Regions from separate parts of the Pan troglodytes genome. Here regions 1 and 3 are each linked to region 2. A link is a contact called in public Hi-C and HiChIP or PLAC-seq data. All regions are on one chromosome and are shown on one strand. The core of a region is the stretch at or near the end of the contact, and the rest is flanking DNA. Distances in the headings are between cores, read along the strand shown. Region 1 holds the start of IFT27 (intraflagellar transport 27). Region 2 holds the start of LOC104003767 (BLOC-3 complex member HPS1-like). Region 3 holds the start of CACNG2 (calcium voltage-gated channel auxiliary subunit gamma 2).

What was found. A called contact is a pair of places that touch in the nucleus more often than the background predicts. HiChIP or PLAC-seq counts read pairs in DNA pulled down with a chosen protein or histone mark.
Region 1: a contact with region 2 is called in an H3K4me3 HiChIP or PLAC-seq map of stem cell-derived excitatory neurons, with 10 times the contacts expected there. The contact joins the promoter of IFT27 here to the promoter of LOC104003767 in region 2. A contact is called at or near these places in 3 of 7 Hi-C or Micro-C datasets (blood, induced pluripotent stem cells and stem cell-derived neural progenitor cells) and 1 of 1 datasets of contacts at active chromatin or transcription factors (stem cell-derived excitatory neurons).
Region 3: a Hi-C map of induced pluripotent stem cells shows a contact between it and region 2, with 2.1 times the contacts expected there. The contact joins the promoter of CACNG2 here to the promoter of LOC104003767 in region 2. A contact is called at or near these places in 2 of 7 Hi-C or Micro-C datasets (both in induced pluripotent stem cells) and 1 of 1 datasets of contacts at active chromatin or transcription factors (stem cell-derived excitatory neurons).

The regions. Positions count from the first base shown.
Region 1 is chr23:38,784,773-38,787,472 of NHGRI_mPanTro3-v2.0_pri, reverse strand. IFT27 (intraflagellar transport 27) reads left to right here and starts at 1,288. Exons shown (of 7, transcript XM_016939094.3): 1 at 1,288-1,762. The coding sequence starts at 1,729.
Region 2 is chr23:38,547,420-38,550,119 of NHGRI_mPanTro3-v2.0_pri, reverse strand. It overlaps LOC104003767 (BLOC-3 complex member HPS1-like), which reads left to right and starts at 1,448. Exons shown (of 1, transcript XM_063808076.1): 1 at 1,448-2,700. The coding sequence starts at 2,175. The coding sequence ends at 2,546. All of the region lies in intron 1 of LOC107970244 (a long non-coding RNA gene), which reads right to left.
Region 3 is chr23:38,712,166-38,714,865 of NHGRI_mPanTro3-v2.0_pri, reverse strand. It overlaps CACNG2 (calcium voltage-gated channel auxiliary subunit gamma 2), which reads left to right and starts at 1,318. Exons shown (of 4, transcript XM_016939089.4): 1 at 1,318-2,237. The coding sequence starts at 2,027. LOC107970332 (a long non-coding RNA gene) reads right to left here and starts at 716. Exons shown (of 5, transcript XR_010156095.1): 1 at 629-716.

The DNA of each region.
Region 1 (2,700 bases), core at 39-2,538, 240 kb before region 2:
CCCAAGGAAAGAACATCTCAGACAACTTGCATTTACTCTGGATTCGGGGCTAAAACCATCAGTCATTCATAGAGTGTGTATGTTTATTCCCCCACACAAGGCTGGCAGCCACTCTGAGATGCAGAGTGGCGGAGAGGTGGAATGTTCTAGGTGTCTGGAGGGAATGTGGAACTTTCGCACAGGCACCTTTGCTAAGGGGCTGCTCTTCCCTTCAGCATCAGCCATCAGAATCCCAGGGGCCCTGAGAAAGTAAGAACAAGGGGTACATTCGGCCAACCAGTGACAGTGATGATAAACCAAATCTGTCCAGATAAGCTTCCGCTGTCCCATCCACCCCACAATCACGTGTGCACCTACTATCTCCCAGGCACTCATACGTTTCTCTCCTTCCATCCCCACAACCACCCCACAAGGCAGGTTCTCCTAGGCCCATCCTGAGGCTGAGGGATGAGGTGACTTGTCCAAGCCAGGGATTTAGGTCTCTGACCCCCTAACCACGTGCAAGAGGCACCCCCAACCCGGTAAACGCGTACAGAGAGCCTCCCTGGGTGACGGGCAAACGAGGTTAGTGATGCATTCTCCTTTTGCAGAGAGTAAATGGACTAAGAGCAAAGTACGACTTCAAGTTTCCGAGTCTCACCGCTTAGCCCCATCAAAGTGTATTTGTTCTCCCTTTGTTCACAAACATCACTTTAATAAAACACCTTCATATTTTAGATTTTAACGCTCATTACATCTTTGAGCTTTTAAAATGAGATTTCCCTGCGGGATGCGGGGCAAGGACTGCACTTCTCCATGCACTTTAATAGCCGCGCTGTGCAGAACCTGGGAACCGGGGAAGCCGCGAGAACCGCCCGAAGTCAGAGCAAGTCAAAACGACCTCTACAGCGGCGGCCTGGCCCACTGCGCAGGCGCCGCTCCAGACCGCCTAGAGCCCAACCTGCCCCATTGTAGGCGAACCCACTTCTAGAAGGACAGCGGGAGTGGCGAATCCCTATTCCTCCCGAAGATGGGTCAAGCCAGACTCTGACCAATCAGAAAGCTTCTCTTGTCACCGCTTCTGACTGCTTGACGTGGAGGCTTCTTTATCTCGGGACTCTCAGGCTCAGCGGGGGCGGGATATAAAGCTGGTTGACGTCAATTACAACCACTCGTCAAGCAGACTGAACTTGAAGAACTGATAACTCTACGAATTGCATCTCAAGAAAAGGCTGTTATCCCAGCTCTCTACTCCCATTGGATTTTTGTGAGACCTTGAGGGTGGGAGCTTTTGGCGGCAACCAATCGAGGGTCAGCGAGGAGGAGGAGGAGGCGGGGCAGGTGGGCTATGGTTGCTTGGAGAGTGCATTCGGCCCGGTACTTGTGATCGGAGGAGAGCCGGATCGTCCTTCCTTGAACCCTCTGGGTAGGGCTGTGCTGAGGGGCTGGGCGGGGAGCACAGGCCGTGTCCGCTCGCTTGCACCTTTTCAGACTGCCGTGTCAGGCCTCGAGCCGGGCCCACCTGGAGCCCTCCCCTGCCCACCCGCCCCCAGCGCCCGATATCCGCCCCCAGCCCAGAAGGGCCGGGCTCGGTCATCCCCAGTCCCGTCGCGGCCACTGACCCTTGAGATCAGCCCTCCCCTCCCCACCTTCCCGTCCCAGGCCAGCCCAGGGCCCGAAGCCCACCCACTCGCGTCTCTAGCAGCCGCTCTTGTCCTCTGGGTACGGCTCGCGGGAGTGTTGGTTACCATGGTGAAGCTGGCAGCCAAATGCATCCTGGCAGGTGAGTCTGAAAACTTGCGCTTGAATACGGTGGTCTCTGGAGTCCACAGCCTTCATAATTCATCCAGAGCTTTTGTTCACCTAAATTGCCTACCTTTTCCTTTCTCTCTCCCAAAGGCGAGTTACTGCAATTACTGATACAGTAAATTACGTTAGGCGTGGAAGAATGATCTTCCAGGGCACTTCGCAGCTCCAGTGGATTTCCCCCTGCTGCCTGTCACATACTCTGAGACCACCTTCACCAGTTGAGCTGACTCGTTAAAAAATCACTAGTTACAACTCTGGAGAAGCAGACTTGTTAAAACAAAACAAAACAAACAAAACTTAAGCAAACCTTGAGTGCTTCAGCTAAACATATACTGTACCCCAAAGTTAGGCATCAGTGACTTTGGTAGTCTTTACTATGGGATTTTTTCCCCCGACCTCACCCCCTCTGATAACGGTGACCTGAGTGTAGTGACCAGAGTTTGCAAAAGGCACTTGTGTGTTGTCTTTAAGACCCAAAGTTACTGTGCTGCCCCACTCCAAGAAGGGCATAAATAATGAGTCTCCCAAAGGCAGGAATCTTTGTTTTGTTGACTGATACATCCCAAGCACCCAGAACAATGCCTGGAACATAGTAGGTATTCAATAAATACTTTTAGAATGGATGAATATGTGAATATGTGGCATGCACATTTGTAGTGTACCCCTTGTATCAGTCTGCACATTTAGAAAAACAATATTTTGGATTATAGACTGCGAAACACATATGCATGTTACTGAGTGCTTACTGCATGTGAAGCACACATATTTCATGTAATCGTCTCACCATAGCACACTGGGCTAGGTACTGGATTGTTTTTCTTTTTCTTTTTTTTTTTTTTTTGAGACGGAGTCTCACGCTGTTGCCCAGGCTGGAGGGCAGTGGCGCGATCTCGGCTCACTGCAACCTCCACC
Region 2 (2,700 bases), core at 199-2,698:
CCACATGGACTCACTACAGAATGACCCTGAGACTAAATGGAAAGAGAGAAAAACAGAAGCTCCACCCACACCAAACTATAACGCATGAGAGACCCCAGGTCAGAACCACCCAGCCAAGCCCTCTCCCAATTCCTGACCCACAGAAACTAAGAGATATAATAAAAAGACTGTTGTTGTTTTAAGCCACTAAATTTTGGTGTGATTGGTTACACAGCAACAGATAATCAGTAATAGAGGACCATTTTACTTCCCTTCTGCCTAGGGTGACCATACCTCCCAGTTTAAGTGAGACAATCCCAGGGCATAATTATTGATAGTAATCCCTTCGTCACCCCCAAAGTGTCCCAAATTTGAATGGTAAGTCATATGGTCACCCTACATTTGGCCAAGTTCTCAGAACACACTTTAGATTCTGGCAACAACTCTTCACTCACAGCCTAGAATAATCGAAATGCATGAGGTACCTAGCACAGTGTGTTGAAGAAATCAATACTGGTTCCTTCTCTTTCTCCTAATTCTGTTCTGTCTGAATGCTCAGCAGTATTTTACCAAGAGATGGCTTCGGGCGCAGTGGCTCATGCCTGTAATCCCAGCACTTTCGAAGGCCGAGTCAGGTGGATCACCTGAGGTCAGGAGTTCAAGACCAGCCTGACCAACATGGTGAAACCTCATCTCTACTAAAAATACAACAATTTGCCAGGCATGGTGGCGGGCACCTGTAATCCCAGCTACTCGGGAGGCTGAGGCAGGAGAATCATTTGAACCGGGAGATGGAGGTTGCAGTGAGCCAAGATCTTGCCACTGCACTCCAGCCTAGGCAACACAGCGAGACTCTGTCTCAAAAAAATAAAATAAAATAAAAAGGAGATGGCTTCAGGAGCAGGCTCAGTCCCCTCACAGTCCCTGGAACACTCTCCCCCAACAAAACCTGCATCCTCCTGAAAGCAGAGTACCTGCTACACAGACACAGCTCCCAGGCAAGTCCAGGGCTACCCCCTTCACAGATGGCTCTCAGTAAGCCTGTCCCATGGGGAAATTCTGGAGCTGCCGCTGGTATTCAAGATGGGAAGGCTCTGAATTCCTTAGAGAGAGCAGGCAAGAGACAGAGGAGGGGCGAGACAACCCTGCAACCGTCTTTTTATTATCTCTCTTGGTTTCTGTGGGACAGGAATTTGGGGTGGGCTTGGCTGGATGGTTCTGCCTTGGGGCCTCTCGGGCCTCTCAGAAAGGCCTTCTTCACCACCCCTGTAAGGGATGGAAGCTTCTGAGTCCACAAAACTGTTCTCAAATCCTGGCTCCATCATTTACTCACTGGGCCAAGTACTCAACGACTCTGAGCCTCTTTCTCCCCACCTGCATGAATGGGAGAGTCCATGGCAATTTCAAGGAACTTTTAGAAAAGAATCAAAGAAGTAATTTTTTTTGTTGTTTTTGTTTTTTTCAGAGAGGTAATTATTTCTATAAAGCCCATAGCACAGTGCCTAGCATAAAGTAAGCACTCAATGAATGTTATTTTCTTTTTTAAGACACAGGAGCTTACTACCAGAAAATGTACCTGTCTTACCTGGAAGGGACAGAACAGTACAACAAGAAAGGCCAATGGGCCAGTTACGGTGGCTCACACCTGTAATCCCAGCACTTTGGGAGGCCGAGGGGGGGTGGATAACATGAGTTTAGGAGTTCGAGAACAGCCTAGCCAACATGGCGAAACCCCGTCTCTACTAAAAATACAAAAATTAGCCAGGCGAGGTGGCGCAGGCCTGTAATTCCAGCTACTCCGGAGCCTGAGGCAGGAGAATTGCCTGAACCCTGGAGACAGAGGTTGCAGTGAGCCAAGATCGAACCACTGCACTCCAGCCTGGGTAACAGAGGGAGACGCTGTCTCAAAAACTAAAAAGGCCAATCAGAAAACAGAAATAACGGTGTATCTCACTTCTAGACACAGACATATGGGGATGTATGTATATGGAGGGCCTGGCAGGCACCTGTAGTCCCCCTTTTTCAGTTTAGAAAACATTTCTGTCCTGCAGGCCGGGTGCTGTGTGCGCCGCGATCCACATTTGCAGGACCAGGGATGTTGTGCTGCTCTCCAATGAGGCAGTCACCGAGTCTGTCTACTGCAGCCCTTTCTGAACCTCTGGCTGTCTGGACGCTCCACTGTGCTCCTTACCAAGATGAAGTGCATCTTGGTGGCCACTGAGGGCGCAGAGGTCCTCTTCTACTGGACGGATGAGGAGTTTGAAGAGAGTCTCCAGCTGAAGTTCGGGCAGTCAGAGAATGAGGAAGAAGAGCTCCCTGCCCTAGAGGACCAGCTCAGCCCCCTCCTAGCCCCGGTCATCATCTCCTCCATGACGATGCTGGAGAAGCTCTCGGACACCTACACCTGCTTCTCCATGGAAAACAGCAACTCCCTGTATGTCCTTCACCTGTTTGGAGAATGCCTGTTCACTGCCATCAATGGCGACCACACCAAGAGCGAGGGGGACCTGCAGCGGAAGCTGTACGTGCTCGAGGCATTTCTCAAATGCACAAACATTGTTTCATGAGTCATTTTAGCCCAGATAGGTCATGGTTTCAGTGGCAAATGCTGCAGGTGGTAGATGCCTGTTACATCAACCACATTGGCCAGTGCAGACCTTGCCAGCATCCGACATGGCTGCAACCCTGTGTAGGGCCCTGATGATAGACCAGACCTTTCTG
Region 3 (2,700 bases), core at 69-2,568, 160 kb before region 2:
TATCAAAAACATGAACCCATCTCATACCTCATGTGCTCTTACTCACTTAACTATAAAAGTGATCAGAGAAAAAAATGTAATCCGTAGCAGCAGGAATTAATATGCTTCTTTCTACCAGAGGTCACGTTAAGGAAAAGTTGCACATAAGAGAAATGAAAGGTGACACTGTAATTAACCCACAAACAATGATTCTTCTGAGAAAGAGGGGAGGGTTTCGGTGTTCCAGTGTTCATGGAAGGAAGATTTTTTATCTCTTCCCAACCAGTTTATGAATGACATAGGATACTTAGAAGGATTCACATTTCACCCACTTCCCCTGAGAACATGTTTATCCTTGCAATGAAAATCATTGCCCAAGCCCCAGCTACGAGTCGCCCTTTTGCACCCTTTTCCACGAATAATCTTTCCAAAATGTCTGCTTGTAGAAGCAAGATTTGGAATTTCACGGAAAACTACAGAGAGACACAGAGCAATGCACACCCCCTGGTAAGCCAGAGAGAGACAAAGAGAGGAGAGAGGAAAACCGAAAGAAGATACATCTAACGGACCAACAAAATAAAACAAATCCCCAGCAAAGCAAAGTGAAAACAATGATTTAAAAAACACATAAAGACGTGTTTGTAATTACCCGTCCAGGTTACATGTTCGCCGCTTCCAGGCAGAGAAACGGCTGGTTGAAGTTTTGTGCCCGTCTGACTGTGATGGGAGGGTTGTATTTGAAGCTCTGGGCACGTAGAGATGGAATGAGAAGGAGGCTGAGCTGGAAGAAACACCAAGGGGGGAGGGAAGGGGGGAGAGAGGGAGAGAGAGAGAGAGAGAGAGAGAGAGAGAGAGAGACAGCGCTATCTCTAGCTACGCCTTCCTCTAAGCTCCGGGAGCCCAGGAGAGCGCTCATTTTAGGATTTGGGAGAGGGGTAAAAAGAGGAAAGGCGGCCCCCGCTCTGCGCTGGCCTTGCTGCCCCGGGGAGGGAGGACTCTGGCCCGCGCCCCCCTCCCGGCGGGCGGCCCTGGGAGCCGGGGAGCGCGCGGAGCGGGCGGCGCAGGGAGCTGTCCGGTTCAGCACCACCCGTAATGCAGTAGGTGGGAGCGCCTCCGCGGGGGCCCAGCCGGTAGCGAGTGGGGGGCAGGCGCGCGGCCCACCCTGCAGCAAGACGCCGGCTCCCTCGTTTCCAGGAGCTTTGCAGATAGGGGGAGGGAAACCCGCCTCGATTCTCCAGGAGAAACCCCCTCTCTCCCCCACTTCGCCAACACTACCCCCGCCACCAACAACAATAACCGCCGCCGCTGCTCGTCCTGCTGCCGCCGCCGCCGCCGCGCCTGCCCGCCCTGCCGCCGCCGCCGCCGCCGCCGCCGCCGCCGCTGCCCGGGCAAAACCATGGAAAGCGAGACCCCCGCACCTGTGCAGCTGAGCTCAAGGGCTTACAGAATACTGGGAAGTCTGGTCTGAAACGAAAGCGCCGAGACCCCCCAAGGAAGAGAACTGGCGAAGCAAAGGATTTTCATGGCGCAGGCCGCAGAGCCGAGAACGAAGACCGAAGGTTGCATCTCGGCTCTCACAATCTCTAACTGTCTAGGTCCCGACCATGAGAAATGGTGTTGAGAATTCGGCTGTTCCCTGGTTCACTGTGGAAGCCATCTCCAAATTAACTATCACATATGGAAACTGGAGACCAGAATTTTAGAAAAAGAGATTAAGGCATCTCACTTGGGGGGGTGGGGGGGTGTCTTTTTATTTTTTTTCCTTTTCTTTTTTAAAAAAAAAACACTGCAACTGGAACAGTTTCTGATCTCAAAAGGCAAGCCTCTTCCCGTGTGATCTTTATAATTTACACTCTTTTCCGTGAGCTTTCTTACCTCCCTTTTTTTATAACTCTCCATATTCTCTATTCATACATATATCCATTATATTAGTAGTGGAATAATTTTTATTTTTATTTATTTATTTTTTTTGGCTTTAGTACTTGCACCCTCACACACACTCTCCCGAGAACCAGAAGTCGGTTGGGTGTTTATATAATGAAGAATTATGGGGCTGTTTGATCGAGGTGTTCAAATGCTTTTAACCACCGTTGGTGCTTTCGCTGCCTTCAGCCTGATGACCATAGCTGTGGGAACCGACTATTGGCTCTACTCCAGAGGGGTTTGCAAGACCAAAAGTGTCAGTGAGAATGAAACCAGCAAAAAGAACGAGGAAGTTATGACCCATTCCGGATTATGGAGAACCTGCTGCCTAGAAGGTACTTGACTTCCCATCTCCTCCCCCCTCTCCACCCCACCCCTCCCCTTTCACTCCCCCCTCCCCACCCTCCTCCAAATAAGTCCGCTTTACATTCCACCATTTTCTTAGTTCACTCCTTCCACCACCAATCAAGGTTGGTTGGGTTAGTTTCAGAGGAAAGAAGATCAATAAGCAAAACCCATACTCTACTCCCTCGCCTCCGCCACCCCCTCTTCCCCTCAAACATCCTCATTGGAATAATCTATGACATGGTGAAAACGACAAGAGATTGTCTCTAAAAGTCAAAGGTGTTCTGCCTGCTTTGGAGTCATTAGGATTTACCATCCGATTTAGCATTGCCATCTATGAGAGGGTAAAATAATTGCTTCTGTGTATGCTGTTTCTCTTTTCGCAATGAAGAATTCAAAAATGCTCTTCCCTTTTCCCTCCTCTTCTCCTTACTCCCCAAAAGTCCTAGACGC